Linked DNA regions of Mus musculus: region 1 is linked to region 2. The links are chromatin contacts, called in public HiChIP or PLAC-seq maps. All regions are on one chromosome and are shown on one strand. Each heading gives the region's core, a stretch centred on a gene start, on an enhancer-like site or on the middle of the called end of the contact. The rest is flanking DNA. Distances are from core to core; before and after follow the strand shown.

What was found. HiChIP or PLAC-seq counts read pairs in DNA pulled down with a chosen protein or histone mark.
Region 1: an H3K27ac HiChIP or PLAC-seq map of microglia shows a contact between it and region 2, with 7 times the contacts expected there. The contact joins two enhancer-like sites. A contact is called at or near these places in 1 of 39 promoter capture datasets (the HPC-7 cell line), 3 of 484 Hi-C or Micro-C datasets (the HL-1 cell line, nephron progenitors and spermatogonial stem cells), 3 of 115 datasets of contacts at active chromatin or transcription factors (effector CD8 T cells, microglia and regulatory T cells) and 2 of 9 other capture datasets (adipose tissue and liver).

What each region holds. Positions count from the first base shown.
Region 1 is chr3:60,568,871-60,574,164 of GRCm38.p6, forward strand. All of the region lies in intron 2 of Mbnl1 (muscleblind like splicing factor 1), which reads left to right. Among named protein-coding and RNA genes, the nearest start is that of Mbnl1, 70 kb to the left of the region's middle. Within about 2 kb of position 1,736, at least 121 of the 459 cell types and tissues checked have an H3K27ac peak or open chromatin away from gene starts, as enhancers often do. A contact at or near this core is called in adipose tissue and microglia, where this site is marked.
Region 2 is chr3:60,478,008-60,483,425 of GRCm38.p6, forward strand. It overlaps a transcript of Mbnl1 not described here. Among named protein-coding and RNA genes, the nearest start is that of Mbnl1, 20 kb to the right of the region's middle. Within about 2 kb of position 3,909, at least 97 of the 459 cell types and tissues checked have an H3K27ac peak or open chromatin away from gene starts, as enhancers often do. A contact at or near this core is called in adipose tissue and microglia, where this site is marked.

The sequences.
Region 1 (5,294 bases), core at 486-2,985, 89 kb after region 2:
ATTAAGACTCGGTGAATATTGCAAATGACCATAAAACAGTGTGGACAGCTTTTCCTGTCTTTGGACTCAGGACTGTTCTATGCTTTCTTCTTTTGGTTCAGCAGTAGCCTGTTGAAGCTCATGCTAAGTGCTGAGTCATTGCTAGTGTAAATGTTGTCACTTTGTCCTTCACACATAGACTTTGTCAGGATGAACATCTCCTTTATCTTTTTTATTTAGAAACATTTCATTTAAAATAACTATAAATTATAATTAAAAGTTAATACCCGAAGACCATACACACTCTCATTTCTATTTTGAATTGCTGTTTGGCGTTGCAGGTTGTGTTTTTAAAATTGCAATGAAAGACCTCACTTTGTGAGATGATTTGGATGGCAAAGGGAATTTTTTCATTTACATCTTTTTTTTTTTTTCTTTTCAATAATGGTCACTGGCAGTGGTCCAATGCAGACAAAATGCCTGGAGCCTCCTCAGCAGAGCCGTCAACACCCTTCCTGCAGTCAGTGTCAGCCTCCAGCATCTCTGCAGTCGTTCATCAGCACTGTGGCAAATCACTGCTGTAGCTCCATCCCATGGCGTGTCTGACATGTCCTGGCATTTTCTTTCTGTGCCAGACAACCCAAACTTAGGGTATCAAGATGGAACTGAAGGAAGTAGACTGGAAAATGGGCACATTGTGATTCTCAGGGAAGTGAAATGGATTCGTAACTCATGAATAAAATAGGGAAATTTTACTAACCACGTAAAAGTTTTCAGTGTGGACCTGAGCATGCAAAAGCAGTTAGAGGAGAACTTAGCATGCTTATGCCTTTAACAGTGGATAGGGCCATACGCCTACCTCCTGCCCACAGCTCCCCTTTCAGAATAGGGACTGGGATGTCAGAGCAACTGTTTTGTCTGTGAACCAAGACAAGTGGCATCCATTGTGAGATAAAAAATAAGAGTACTTCTAAGATGAAGACATGTGCATTGCAAGGTGGTGGAGTTCTGAAGCCTCCTTTAAGAACTGCTCTTGATACTCTGTGGTATTATGTCTTCCTTGTATAAAGCATTGACACTAAAAGACTCCTCTTGTCAACCAGTGTATAATATCTGCACAATAGAGTGCAGAGGGCTGACGTGAATTCCCTGAAATCATAATGTGCTGCAGTCAGTAGATCATCAGTCAGACCAGAAGAGCACCGCTGATTACCCACTGAATTATGCATACAAATATTTGCAACATCCTGAGTAATTAACTCATAAAAATAAACAATTACCATAATGGAGATTGAGTGAATTTCCATATATTTTCCACTCCTAAAAATACTATCCAGCTGGTTAATACTATTATATTTCTTAAAGAGAAATATTTAGATACAGTTTTTGCCACATGTATTTTCCATGGCTTTAGAAAAATCTCAGAATTTCAAACGTAAGGATTTCCTGAGGAAGATTAGTTTCTATTAAATTTTTCTGGTATATACAAAACTTAGGTATTTGACTCTGATATCTGAGAAAAATACTTCCACATTTTGTATTGAGATAAATTAAATTGTATTTTATCTCTATGGTGCTTATCTTTTGCCTAATACAGTGATATCATTCTGTATCTGTAGTTAAGCTGCTGTAAATGACCATTTTCGTTATAAGTGCTAATGATACTTTTTTTGGACACCTGATAGCTAACTCTGCTTCAGGAGCAAACGGAGATGTTTACACTGGACTCACTTGCTGACTCATGGCTGCTGGAGCAGTTCCAATTGTGAGATAGTTACGTAGACAATCCTCTGTCCTATATTTGATCTCGCTTAAAGGGGAGCCAAACTCTTTGGAATATAAAAGGATGTTTTGTTATATAGTCCTGTGTTTTCAGGAATAAAAGCCCCTGTAAGGATCCAGAGGCTACAAGTCACAAGGCCACACCCACCTGCTGCTGGCAGATGGTCTGAGGGGTGCTCCTATATTGTCTTAGGGAACTCTGGTCCTTGTGCCTGGAGTTTGCACCCCATCTCTTTATATATCCCCTCTTCTCACTTCTTGTTTCCTCTTCCCCTTCTCTGTTTCTTCCTCTGTCCTTACAGTGTGATTCAAAGCAGGATTTGTGGTTGGTGATTCGCATGCATAGTTTCTGTTCTTTAAAATAAAACTCAAGTCCCCAGGAGTAGGGGTCATGAAGCCTTAGAAGTGAAGCTGTCCCAAGTCATTGAAACATCAACGTAGTTAGAAGCAATTAATAAAGAATATAACTGTTTTTCAAAAAGGTATTCATTATTTGTAGGATATTATACCTTATATATAAAATTGTGCTCTAGTATAATGTTCATTTCACTGGATTATTAGCCTGGCCTTTTGTGCTTATGTGCACCTTTGAGTCAGGGCCGATTTAAACTATCTACTCCTTGTTTTCTGTATGGGACACAGAGACTTGTACTAGGGATAACACAGAGAATTAGTATCTGGGACCCATGGAGTGGTGATAGAGTCCAGTTCAGCCCTGCCATGTCCACATAGCCATAGAGCATTGGCAATTTAGTTTGTTTTCAATTGAAGTCTGCCTTCCTTTTGGCTGTTATTTGTGGATAGAAATTATGCCCCCTGAGAACTGTGAAGTCTTCAGTGAGCTAATGTGTGTGCAGCATGAAAGCCATACTCAGCACGTTCTGTGATTGTAAATATATGTAGTAAGTATCTGTCCCAAATCAAGTTGTTGATAAATTGGAAACCTGTGTTGTAGCACACATCTTTGTATTTAGAGATCAAATGCATGACTCTAAATCCTTGGCATTTCCTCATTTAGATTTATCTAGCACTTGCACACCCTAAATGTTTCTGTGATCAGATCTGTCATATTAATCAGCTGGTTATTGCATAAAATGTACAGCTGTCAAAGATAGGCACAAAAGCAAATCACAAGAATATCTCATCTGTGTTTTTTCTATCAAAATGATGCTGTATTATATATGTTTTAGATAGATAGATAGATAGATAGATACTGTAGTATATATAGTGTATATAGTATATCAATATACTGTTCTTCCAATTCTAAGGCATCACTTTTTTTGATAGTTAAATTTATATTTGACTACAGCATACTACAACCTGTCTGCATTGCTAGTCCTATTCTGAATTCACTTACATGTTCAGTAGTATATACTTGACTTTTATGTAATAACTAGACAGTTACTTTTAAGATTCTTCAGTTGTATTTATGTCTTTGGTTTTTATTTGTTATTTTGTTTGCTTGTTTGTTTGTTTGCTATGGAAAATAATTTCTTTAAATCTTTCCCATGATTTTTTTATAACAATTCAAATAATATCAGGAAATTCTTCTTGACATGCTATGTTAAGCCATTACTAAGAGTTATAATACATGTACAACAGAGTGAACACTCTTAGCATCTACCTTTCTAATTGTAAAATGTTTATGCTACTTGTTTAACATGTAATGAATAATTTCAAATTAGGTTGAAAACAATGGAAATTAAGTATAAAAGCTTGTGATATAAAGTGATGCTGACATTCTGGATAGCATTTGATCATTCTGTGGAAGAATATAGAACAGTAACAATGGGAACTGAAGCAGCAGTTACTATAGTTAGCTCTCTGTTGCCAGAGCATCTATTCCTACAGGGTTTCAGCTAGGCAGTGAACATTTATACTGAGCAATTACTTATTGTAGCATGTGTCTTGCAATAGATGTTTCCTATGCAGACACAGCAACTTTTCTGAGTAGTTCCAAACTTAAAGCCATTTTAGCTTTTTTCAAATTGTTGTTTTGATTTTAGTTTATATTTTTTGGCAAGGTGTTGTTTGTTTTCCTGAAAGCTTTTCAAATTGCTTAGAATTACCATTATTAAATTTATTAGAACATGGATTTTCTAAATGGCATTTACATTTAATAATTACTGCAACTAGGCACTGAAGAATATTGACTCTGGTTGGGGAACCCTCCAGATAATCATTGATGAGCAAGTGTAAGCCCCTAAGAAGGGGCTGGGAGAGATTTGGTGCTTTGCCTCTTTGCTCCTCACCCAGGGCACTGGGAACTTGAATAAGTAAGATTTAAATACCTTTATGGATTATATCAAGTCTTTTTTCTGGGTGTTACCGTGTTTTCACATGATATGTTCTAGTTCAAGTTTCACACGTTTTTCTGTTTTAAATCTCCTCTTAGTTATTTTTATTCATGTGTATGGAACATTGTGTAAGTCTCAACTTACTATTTTTCCCCTGTAAAATACTGGTATGCCTTAATTTATCATTATGTAGAAATACTGGATAAATCAACTATTTGAGTGCACATTCCCAAGTAAATTTTGTATATGTGTTTGGCTCGGCTTCTAATAGCAAGTTCTTAGACTTTAATTTTAGAGGCTATACTGTAGTCAAAATTGAGGGTTGCTTGCATCACGTTAACTTCGCTTGTTTTTGAAAAATTCTAATGGCAATGTATGTATCTGTTCCAAAAACTAGAGTCTTTGAAGCCCATTTGTATTATATAAAGGGGAAGTCTGAATTCCAGCTACATCCCAATTTGTTTGTAAAAAGCTTGGGTTGAGAGCAGACCATGTGTCTTTGGAGCATTGCTGTTACCTGGGAAGGAGCAGGTCAGGGACCTCTCTGTTTCATGGGGATCCGTGCACTTAAGGTGGGGATTGTAAAGCCCAGGGTTTCTTTTCACAAGGTGGATGAAAACTTTTGTTATTTCTTGTCAAGAGGTTGTTGAATCAGTCTCTGTTCTTCTGACATCCTAATCTGCTTCAGTGCAGGAAGCAGGGTTTCTAGGGACTTCCGTGGTATGTTTGTTAATTGACCACTTTAAGTAACGAAGTAGTTAGTGTAACTTAGCCCTACCTTACTTTCTACAAGGAAAGTATATTTAGGCATGTTTAGTGAGCAGAAGTGATGATAACCAAGTCAGCAAGCCTGTGCACCAAGTCCTTCATCTTTCACCCTACTTGGCAATCAGGGCCTCCTTCCATTTTCTCTCTCTGATATCAGACAAATGGTGGGAGAGGAAAGGAAGCTAGCTTTCCACTCATCTGATCCATTGCTAAATTAAATATGTTCAAGAAGTTATAAAACCAAAGGAAACTTTTTCTTTGCCAAAATCCTAATAAACTATACAAAAACATATATTGTACATCCAGTAGTTGTTGCTTGTTTGATGTCAGGTCATGTAGCATCAAAGGGGACAAAAGCTAGAGAAAGCACATTGTGCTGGGTAGAATAATGAGAGATAAAATGGAGCTAGGGTTTCTCTGCCTCTAGATCTTCAAGTAATCTGAAGTATGGAAAAGAAAAGGAAATGT
Region 2 (5,418 bases), core at 2,659-5,158:
ATATTTTCATTATCTCGGGTAAAACTAAAGGATTTAAAGCATATGATCTTTTAACCAATACTTTTTCTTTAGCTTTTAATTTTTTCATAAAACAAATATATAGTTAACTGATGTATAAAATTTGCATGTAGTATGTTGGTACATGAATAAAGTGCATACCGTTCAAATCCGGGTAAACATATATATTTCAAGTACTTATTATTTCTTTACGAGGAAAGTATCTCTTCTGATACCTTTAAAAAAAATGAACATAACTGTTACCCATAACATGCTTAATTATGCTAACATATTTCTATTTGGTGGTTTTTTGTTTTTGTTTTTGTTTTAGTTTGTTTGTTTGGATTTTTTTGTTTTTTGTTTTGTTTTTGCTTTTGTTTGTTTGTGTGTGTGTGTGTGTGTGTGTGTGTTTTGGCTCAACTCCTGTTTGGGGTGGTCAGACATTTTGTGCAGCAGTCTTGCAAAAGTGTTGCTTCTTCCCGTGCTACCATGTGGAAAGGCTCTTACACTCACCTGTCTTGCACCAGCAATGTCAGCTTTATTGCCTTTTTGAGGCATTGCCTGCAATTTCCCATCACGTAGTGACAACTTCCCAACAACAAAAAAAAAACTGTCTTGGACATAATACTGATATTCTTGTCTAATGTAATCTTTATTGTGAAGTTTAACAAGTGTTTATCTTGCAAAAACAACATCTTTCAACTGTGATACTTCCTTTATGCACACATGTTGTTTCCAAGCTATTACAGGCTAAAGAATCTTTTCTTCCACACTGGTTTATTTATGACTTTATGTTGCTGGGCTCAGGGAATTTCTAGCTTTTCTTTCATGACTTGTAATTGATTGTTGCCATAATTATTTGTTGTCAAATTGTACATATTTGACCATCAGAGTCTCATTTATTTTGTTTTTTTATGTCTTTATGGTATTGACCAACCATATTAGTGATCTTTTTCTTATTTTTGCGTGAAAAGATATACTAAGCTGTCACAACATCCATTCCATTGTATCTCAAGAATTTTTGCAATGTCTTTGGTTGGTGGAGCTAAAAATGTGGTCCCTTCACTCATATTTTTTTCGTGAACCTTTCACCAGAATATAGTGATTTATATGCCCATGCACAACCACAAACATGTAAGTACATATGTTTATATCAACATACATGTGTGAAAACATCTATATCCATGCATATATTTCTATACTTTCTGGGTATTCTGAACTCATTCTGATTATCTTTAGGTAAAACCATCTTCATAGACATTTTTTCTTGCTCTCCCCTTTCCACATTTGATTCTTCTCCCATGTTGAGATCCCTGTAGCCTGACAGCTTTAACGTGCTTGATACTGACTCAGTTCCATACAGTACAGCTACAATAGCATCAGAATTTCTCCCGAGAGCCCAGGGATTCTGTGCAATTGTTTGTCCTCCTCCCAAATATCACCAAATAATTGTTTGCAAATGACTTGGCTTGTTGTTTCCTTCCTTCTGTTCCTTCCCAAGCAGTATGGGTATGCTATTAATTACGTTTGCCTCAGTTCCTCTCTAGGTTTAAAATTTTTAACAATTGTATTCTTCTTGGTTTAATTTTATTTTGGGCTTCATTACTTTGTTTTCAAACTGTACAGAAATCCTCACCACAGCCAGTTCTACTACTAAACCTGACTTAAATGTTGTGGATATAAGTCAGAGACACCTGCTTGATTTATATGTTGAACTTCATAATTCATTTCAAGTTAAATACATTTACATTTTATCTTAGCTAAAATTATTATTTTGATGTTACAAAGAATGGAAACTCCAGTATGTAAACTGAATATTTGTAGCCATATTTTAAGGATTTCTCATTCCACAGCTTTTTTTTCTTTTTTTTTTTTAGTTGAATGTGCACATGGAATCATATTTACAGAAAAAACATTCTGTAAGGAAGAAAAATAGAAACCATGAATCTGTACATTCTATACACAGTGAAAAATCTGTTATCTTATATGTAATACTAGAACATCCCTTTAATAAGACTTCATTATAGTCTACTCACACAAATTTGCAGCTACAAACATACTCCAATGCTTGTGTTAGGAACACAAAATACATTTTTCAGTTTCTGTCCATTCACTAACTGAAGTCTGAAGTAAATGCCTTGCTTCTTCTCTTCAAAAATCTAGCCTTGACCTTTCTAGTTTCCCAAGCTCAGATGGTTTTGTTTTTGTTTTTGTTTTTTGCATGTGTTCATTTCTCTTTCTTTAATTTTCTATTAATTTGAAATAACATGAAAACTATATTTCCTGAACTGTCTACCAATGTCTGGATTCATGTGTCGGAATGACTACTAACTGTTGTAGTCAGATGTTAACAGAAGTCAAAATTCCAACATCCTCCTAGACCCAACCTTTCCCTTTCCACAACTCTTTCTGCTTCATCTACTATAGTGATCACTAATCAGCACCCTTTTCCCAGTTCCTCAGTTGATGGATGCCCTTACCCTTAGCTGTTTTCCACCTATCAGCAAGAATATGAACTCGGTCCAAAGCAAGTGTGGAAAGGTTCTTCTTCCACACCCTCTGCAAAGCATACCACGCTGTGGTCTTTGCTCTTGCAGCCTTCTAAGAAACTCTTCTCACTCTTGTGTGCCTGCCAGAATAGCCTGATCATTTGCAGATTACACCATATTGCTCTCTTCTCAGAAATTCTCTAAATGTTTTCCATTTTAATTAGGAAGAGATCCAATATCCTAGATGTGGCTGTGCCTTGATCTCTACATGCATGTCTTTTCTCAAACTTACTCTCCCTATCTCCTGGCCCTAGTCTTCATTTTTGCTACAGCATATTCCAAGCTCATTACTGACCCAGGTTTTCTCTCTTTTCCCCTCATACTCATTTCTCTTTCTCTAGCATACTCTTCCCGTACACTGTGACACAATAGTTTATTCATATCTCAACTCAACATGTCCCTAGGCCTTGTCTCTCCTCATTACTATCTACATATTTAATTGCAGTAGACTGCCTAGGAGCTTTCTACCACTTCTTTCTGTTTTCATTTTTTGATGTTTCCTTGAGACTGGGTCACAATATGAAGCTCAGACTGGCATACAACTGATGCTGCGCCTACCTCAGCCTCCCAACTGCCGGAAATACAGTTGCAGTGTGTGCATGCCACTGGAATCTCCTTTCCATTCCTCCCTCCATCTCCCCCTCCCTTCTTCCATGCCTCCCTCTGTCTCTCCCTCACTTCTTTGCTTCCTTCCTCTTTACTATTCTTAATAGCACATATTATTTTTGCTTTTTGCTTTTTATTTTCTTTTTCTTTTTTTATAATGAATTATTTTTCCATTTTTATTAGGTATTTAGCTCATTTACATTTCCAATGCTATACCAAAAGACCCCCATACCCATCCACCCCCACTCCCCTACCCACCCACTCCCCCTTTTTGGCCCTGGCGTTCCCCTGTACTGGGGCATATAAAGTTTATTTTGTTTTTCAAACAGAGTCTCGTTTAGGACTGTCAGACTGAAACTCACTTATGTAGACCAGGCTGGGTTCAAATTCAGAGATCCACTTGCCTCAACGTCTTAAGTGCTGAGACTAAAGAATGGACCACCATGGCTGATTTTGACCTATTTTTAAAATTCTGCTCTTTCCTGTATGTTCTTCTTAACAGACTCCAAGTTCCTTGGTTGTTTATGCTGTGCCTTTTGTTTTTAGTACATTGGCCAGTACATAATTCATGCTCAATAAGTAAATGATGGCCAAAGTCAAACATTTAACCAATTCTGAACTGCATATACAAATCAAAGACACAAAATAAAACTAGCTGGGTCTCATGGCTGCCTGAGAGAAGCCTTGGCTGTACCCCATGCAGTTGTCAGGTGGAGAAACTGTTCTTGTTGAGTCAAAGGAACTGAAACCAAACTGTGGTCCCAGAAGACAGTAAGTAGACCAAGATCTTCTTTTCTTCTCCCCTCCCTCTCTCTGTCATCCTGTGTTGGCTCTTTTCCACTAAGCTAAAAACAGACAAGTTCAAAAATGTCTGCCACTAGCATTTCAGAATCCTGAAGTGGGGGGAATACTTTGTGTTGTTTTTCCGCTGTCTTCAATTCATTCCTCCACCCTACCACCAAGAAATTCATGGGACACTCTTCTTTGACAGTTAGAGGTCATGGCTGTCCTTAAGTCTATCTCTGTCAGAACACTTTCCTAACTAAGCATGCTGTTTTGCAATACTTCCTGGACTAGTTTTGATCTTGAGGTTGGCTACCGAGCTACTCTAGGGAAACTGACTGGATGGTGTATTCAGAATATAAAATAGAAAGATATAAACACATGCCTTGGCTCTTAAGACTACCACCCTCAAAATGCTGACTAGATTATGGTGATGTACTGAACTTTTTTTGTGTGCCGTTATTTTTCAGGTGCTTTAATAGCCTCAATAATTCCGTAAAACCAGAGCTATTCAGATTTTTTATAAATAAGAAAAACATACAAACTCAGAGAGAGGATAGGTGGATAAAGTCACAAAATGTGATCATGATGTGTTTATCTCCAAGTTGCATCTACCTGTACTACTTAGTTTTTGATAAGGAAAGCAGGCCAACTTATGGCTTGGATGCAGGCAAGGATGCTCATGTTCATGGTGCAGCTCTGACTTAGAAAAAACTCAAATAGGTGAGCACTGTGCACAGACTGCAGCAATGACACACTGAAGGCTCTCTGGAGAATGACACTCTATATAATATAATTACATTATAATCACAAGGACAATTCCTGGCATCATTTAATGATATGCAGAAAAGTTTGCATCTAGATAAGGTGATCGGTTAAGACAAGATCAGGAAATTTCAAAGAATAGTCAACGAAGTGAGAAGCAACTCCAAAATTCCATGATTTAGATATGGAGCCATGTGGAGCCATTTTCACACACTGTATTCTCCTACCCAGAAAGTTGTGATGTGACACTAAATGCTGTATGAGAAGACTTTAAATCTAGTGAGAAGCTTTAATTACCATTTTTGAAATGAGTATCTCCGTGTTCTTGTGTATTAAAGCCTGTGGCTTGGGCATGGTTCTAAAGCCAGAGAGGCAGTGATAACTTAGACCAAGTTTTCACCCTCGAGGTGCCCACAGTCTAAATGGAAGAAGCAATGGATAAAATGGTAAGTAAAGCCCTTTCTGGAAGTTTCTTATGATGGTAACTATGCCCAGGCCATTGAGCAGTTATATAATGGAGACAAAGAATAAGGGCTTTTCTTTTGTGTGGTTTCTCAAGATTGCTTCTTTAGAGGGATGATATTCAAGGCAATGAGAAGGTCAAAGAAGGGTCATTGCTAGGCTCAGGGCAGGACTGAACTGAATTTGACATATCAGAATGAGGAATGTGGTTTATGTCTCAGTGTGTCATGGGAAAGAAGGGTCTTGAACTGATATT